Linked DNA regions of Zea mays: region 1 is linked to region 2. Evidence: chromatin contacts called from public Hi-C data. All regions are on one chromosome and are shown on one strand. The core of a region is the stretch at or near the end of the contact, and the rest is flanking DNA. Distances in the headings are between cores, read along the strand shown.

Evidence for each region. Hi-C and Micro-C count contacts between places; a contact is called where the count stands out from the background.
Region 1: a contact with region 2 is called in a Hi-C map of leaf, with 6 times the contacts expected there. The contact joins the promoter of LOC606411 here to the promoter of LOC103655002 in region 2. A contact is called at or near these places in 7 of 25 Hi-C or Micro-C datasets (bundle sheath, ear, endosperm and 2 more).

The regions. Positions count from the first base shown.
Region 1 is chr4:250,056,642-250,059,341 of Zm-B73-REFERENCE-NAM-5.0, reverse strand. It overlaps LOC606411 (protein disulfide isomerase 3), which reads left to right and starts at 1,309. Exons shown (of 11, transcript NM_001112286.1): 1 at 1,309-2,074; 2 at 2,485-2,650. The coding sequence starts at 1,397. It overlaps LOC100283738 (hsc70-interacting protein), which reads right to left and starts at 1,051. Exons shown (of 11, transcript NM_001156637.2): 1 at 825-1,051; 2 at 682-730; 3 at 230-394; 4 at 38-125. The coding sequence starts at 934.
Region 2 is chr4:249,890,304-249,893,003 of Zm-B73-REFERENCE-NAM-5.0, reverse strand. LOC103655002 (uridine kinase-like protein 3) reads left to right here and starts at 1,442. Exons shown (of 15, transcript XM_008681824.3): 1 at 1,442-2,240; 2 at 2,337-2,428. The coding sequence starts at 2,105. It overlaps LOC103656057, which reads right to left and starts at 409. Exons shown (of 4, transcript XM_020552393.1): 1 at 323-409; 2 at 151-229; 3 at 1-11. The coding sequence starts at 409.

The sequences.
Region 1 (2,700 bases), core at 60-2,559, 170 kb before region 2:
AGAGTATGATTCCAGAGAGGGGGAAGATGGAGAGTACCTTCAGAAATTGCTTCCATAGCCTTGCCTTTTGCTTCTTGGGAAGCATCACGGTTTTCCTCAGTCACCTCCACTGAAGGATTTCCCATCTGTCATGGCACAAAAAAAACCTTAGCAGCACATCTACCTTGTCGCTAGGATCCTAACAGAAGGGAAAGAGGACATGTTAGTGGCAAGAGAATAGAGTGGTTACCTTCTGTGGTGGGTCATCATGGTCAGACTGTACAATTTCTCCTTCGAGCTCAAGATCAGACTCAACAATCTCTTCATCGAGCTCGTCTCGCTCAGGAGTGGGATCCCTCATATCCAAATCGTCGTCGTCATCACCGTCGTCATCAATGTCGTCCATGGAAGATCTCTGCAGCGCAAAATTGCATATGAAAAAGCAAGGACTCGAGAAAGAACCTTGGATGGGCAACACACGACAAGGAAGTCATAAGTGTCTTGTGAATGATACGGAGTGGGTAAAGAAATTCAGCATTTTTTTCTCTGCGCCCTAGTAATTTCACTTGAAGTGCCATACAAAATATAACATGCTTTGCAAAGAAGATTATTTCCCTCCCTCCCTCTCTCTTAAAAAAAAGAAGGATCCGAGCAGATACTTACGCGGGGTGGATAGAGGAGAAGATGGATGGGTAATGTTACCTTGGGACTTTCGAAAGAGGGGGCGGCGGCGGGAATTTTGGCACCCAAACTGCAAAAAAACGGGGGCTCCTACGATCAGAAAGAATGAAGGACGATGGGGGCGAATCGAAAGATATAGCGAGGAGGGGGGGTGAGAGATGGACCTCTGGAGGTAATCCCGGAAGAAGGAGAGGTTGGGGTCGGCGAGGAGCGAAGGATTCTTCTTGCACGCCTCGACGAAGTCGCGAAGCTCGCGGAGCTTGGAGGCATCCATGGTCTTGTTTCCCTTCCCTTAGCTAGGGTTTAGTTAGGGCCGTGTTCCTTCCTTGACGATGGAGTGGAGAGGGGAGAAGGGGAGGGGAAGTCACGTGATTCGCTGGCGGTGGCGGCTGCTGCTACCTTCTACTTCTAGTGCCTTCTACGCTTCCCCCGCAAGGCCGCGACACACCAGGATGGGCCGCTCCTAGGTGGGTGGTATGGGCTGGGAATGGCTTGCTTGCTTGCCTCCTGAAGGCCAGGCCCATGAAAAGGAAGCCAGGTCCACGAAAGGGAAGGGAAGTCACGTGACAGACATGAGGAGTTGACTGACTGATATACTCGGACGCCGCCGGAGAAGATGGCCTGCCCACTGCTCAGTCCACTGCCCAGCACGGATCTCATCTCACCAGCTGCCCGCGCATCCAATTCCTCTCGCTGGACGGCTGCAGCACATCATCAGGTGAGACCGTGAGAGGGAATGGGATCAACAACAATGTCCCCTCCATCTTTTCCCGTCGTCCTCCTGCTCCTCCTCCTCGCCACCATAGCCGCAGCCGCCGGAAGCAACATGGATGAGGAGGTGGTGGACGACCTCCAGTATCTTATTGACAACTCCGACGACATCCCCACCAACGATCCCGACGGGTGGCCTGAGGGAGACTACGACGACGACGACCTTCTCTTCCAAGATCAGGACCAGGACCTCACAGGCCACCAGCCGGAGATCGACGAGACCCACGTCGTGGTCCTCGCCGCCGCAAACTTTTCCTCCTTCCTCGCCTCCAGCCACCATGTTATGGTTGAGTTCTACGCACCTTGGTGTGGCCACTGCCAGGAGCTCGCCCCGGATTACGCCGCCGCCGCCGCGCATCTCGCCGCTCACCACCACCAGGCCCACCTCGCCCTTGCCAAGGTCGACGCCACCGAGGAAACCGACCTCGCCCAGAAGTACGACGTCCAGGGCTTCCCCACCATCCTCTTCTTCATCGATGGCGTCCCCAGAGGCTATAACGGAGCCAGGACCAAGGAAGCCATCGTCGACTGGATCAACAAGAAGCTCGGCCCAGCCGTGCAAAATGTCACCAGCGTCGACGAGGCCCAGAGCATACTCACCGGAGATGACAAAGCCGTCCTTGCCTTCCTCGACACACTATCCGTATGAACGATCCGTTACCCTTCCCTCTTTTTTACATTTTACTTCCTAGTTCCTACACTTTGACAGGCACTAAACACCTTCCAAATCCAATTAATCTTCAGTTTAGCTGATAATATCCATACAACACATACTTAAACCTGAAAGGGCACAACAGCTACTGTAGGATTTTTCTATGAGGAAGGAACCAAGCCTGCTTCTTATATATACTGGTTTTTTTTTTATCACAGTTCAATAATATAACCTGCAAGTAATGATAAATGTTCTACTTCCATGTCCTGAGGACCAATGTTAATGGCTGAAAGTAGATCACAACAGCAAAAGTGGTTAGTAGGTGATTACTTGTATGTTGAGACCTTGGACCCTTTTTCTAATTATGGGAGCTTCTTTCTTTTCAAATGCTATATATATAGGGTGCTCACAGTGATGAGCTTGCTGCTGCTTCGAGGCTGGAAGATAGCATCAACTTTTATCAGACTTCGACTCCTGATGTTGCTAAGCTTTTCCATATCGATGCAGCAGCGAAGCGTCCATCCGTAGTGCTGCTGAAGAAAGAGGAGGAGAAGTTGACCTTCTATGGTAGGTGCCTTCATCTCTAACTTATTTTAGATTTCTCTACCAGCCTTATT
Region 2 (2,700 bases), core at 193-2,692:
ACCATCAGACACTGAGACAACGAAACGGGTCAGGTTCACATGCGTCCTTGTACACACGACCAGTCTTCAAAGCCTTAGATGAGAGTGGTATATAACGGAGCCTGTTGTTGTTGTTGTTGCTGTTAGTGAGGACATAAATGAGCAGCATACCGTGGTAGTAGTCGACCCAGCACAAGCACCTCTCACCGATGGTGACGACGACATCAGTCCTAAACGAGTAGAGGTTGATCTTCATGTCGGGTGGGATCTACAGCTTCTCGACACTCTATTTCATTTCAACATCGGAGGCAGAAGGGGAATGGTGCAACAAGTAGAGTTGGACCTCTAGGTTGAAATGGTAGGTGAGATCTGCCACCGTGAATCCGCCCTTGTCTCCATGGCAGAGGATGCTCATGTCTTCTTCCATCATGATACACTGCTGCTGGCACCGGTGTAGTTGTAACCACTTATCAAACTCGGGGTCGGTGTGGACGCCGTCGAAGCAAGCGGAAGCCGAGTAAGGGATGACGACGACGAGGAGCACGAGTAGACGTAGTCGTGAGGAAAGTAGACTATTTTACTCCAGCAACAAGGATCGTCGAAGGGGACAGACACCTGGAAGAGAATGGAGCTGCGGTGGGCGGCGATGGTGACAGGCTCCGTCATGCGGTCAATGGTTGGAATGCTGGTCTAATGGATGTAGAAATGGGACACCAGGGGGTCGGTGATCCGGAGGGAGACACGGATCGACCGACCGACACACTCGTGGGTGAACGCCGAGGTCGTCGCATCCCCGCACCGCTTCCGACTGCGATGGACGATGCGGTCGAGGATCAACCAACTACGGTCTCCGGTCGCCGGCATCGGAGGATAAGGATTAGTCCACCATGGAGCGAGCGACAGTGAAGATGGAGGCGGAGACGACTTGCTCAGCTCCAAACCGGGATCCCTCGTCGGAGAGACGCCTTTTGCTGGGAGGCGAGGGCTCCCTTCTATGATGTCGGTGGAATTGAGGTACGGGTGTTGGGACCTGTAAACTGCTAGTGAAAAAGGGACGAATCCTGAATGAAACTTGAACCAAAGAAACTGAATACACTGAATTCAGTTACATATAAGCGCGTCGACTTCTGGCGACCGGCCCGTCTCACGCCTCGGCAGCTCACCGGTGGCTAGGGATGGCAACGTGCACATTTTACCCGCGTGCCCGCGGGTAAAAACCCTATAGGGTGCGGTTTTGGGTGTGAGTTTGTACCCGTGGGTACGGGTTTGATTCTCAACCGACGGTTTTTTTTTTCTCGTGGGTATGAAAATGTTCTACTCGTGCCCGCAAACCCGCATACCTGCGTGTGTGTCTGTGTAGACTGTAGAGCACATGCATCTCAATTTAGTGCCACCCCGAAAGCTTTGAGCGAGCGGAGCCAATCAAATGATATAAAAGAAGACTACATGCGCCAGAGAACTCGTAGAACTTTTGGCTAAGATCGGTACATGTTTTTATCAGTTTAATAAATATTTATTATTATGTGCTATCAGTTTAATAAATATTTATTTTATGACTATGCCCGCGGGTGCCATAAACCTGCGGGTAGCGGATTTAGGTAATATATACTATCCGTCACAAGTAGCAGGTGCGTGTTTAACATTAATCTCACCGGTACGAGTCTGTAATCTATGTATCCGCGGGTTTTAACCCGTTGCCATCGCAACCGGCGGCAAAAGGGACGCCGAGCAGTCGACGGGAATACGAGCAGAATTCCCAATACCAAGGACCAACTGAATTCCCGACGCGGGCTTGGTGGGCTGGGCCAGCGAATTGACGGTGGGCCTGCTCGCGAGCGCTGTCTCTGACGTCACCAATCCCTATCCTATTTTTTTTTCTTCTCAACAAGAAAGCAAATTCCCTGTCCGAATCCTCATTTTCCACGAACCAAAATCACTATTTCTTATATATTCTATTCCCTCTCCTCTCTGCACCGCCCGCCGCGCCGAGCACGCCTCTCCCTCCCTCGATCCAGATCCACCCCATACCTCCGCGGCGCCACCCCTTCCCGCTCCTTCTAGCCGGCGTCGGCGCGGGCCGGAGATCTGTTTTCTCCGGTAGGAAAAATCCTATTGCGATCTAAATATGGGTTCGAAATCGGTAGACGAGGTGCTCGACGCCGCCGCCGCCGGAGTCCATTACTCCGCACTCCGTCTGGACGGCCAGGCTTCCGCAACGACGTCTGGCCTGGAGAACGGCCACCAGGAGCCCTTTGTCATTGGTTGGTATATATACTTTTGATTGATTGATTGATGAGTATGGCGTAGCCTGTTGGCCCTGAATGCGGCATGCCCTAATGTGGTGGTTTTGGGCGCAGGTGTTGCTGGGGGTGCATCGTCAGGCAAGAGTACCGTGTGCAAGATGATCATTGATCAGCTCCGTGACCAGCGTGTCGTGGTTGTTACGCAGGTTTGTGCATTACTGCTTTGCTCTCATCTTGCAGCATATGTGCATTCTACCAACACACTTTGTTGTTCAACATTACTGACCAAAACACCATGGGGCTACATTGGTAACTATGCCCTTTTCATGCTACATTATCACGATGTCATGCCACACTTTTTCCAATCTTTTATAACTACAAGCAACGAGATTGCCCTTTTCATGCTAGATTTTCACGTTGCCATGCCACCCTATTTCCAATCTCTTATAACTACAAGCAATGAGATTACAATTTTTTG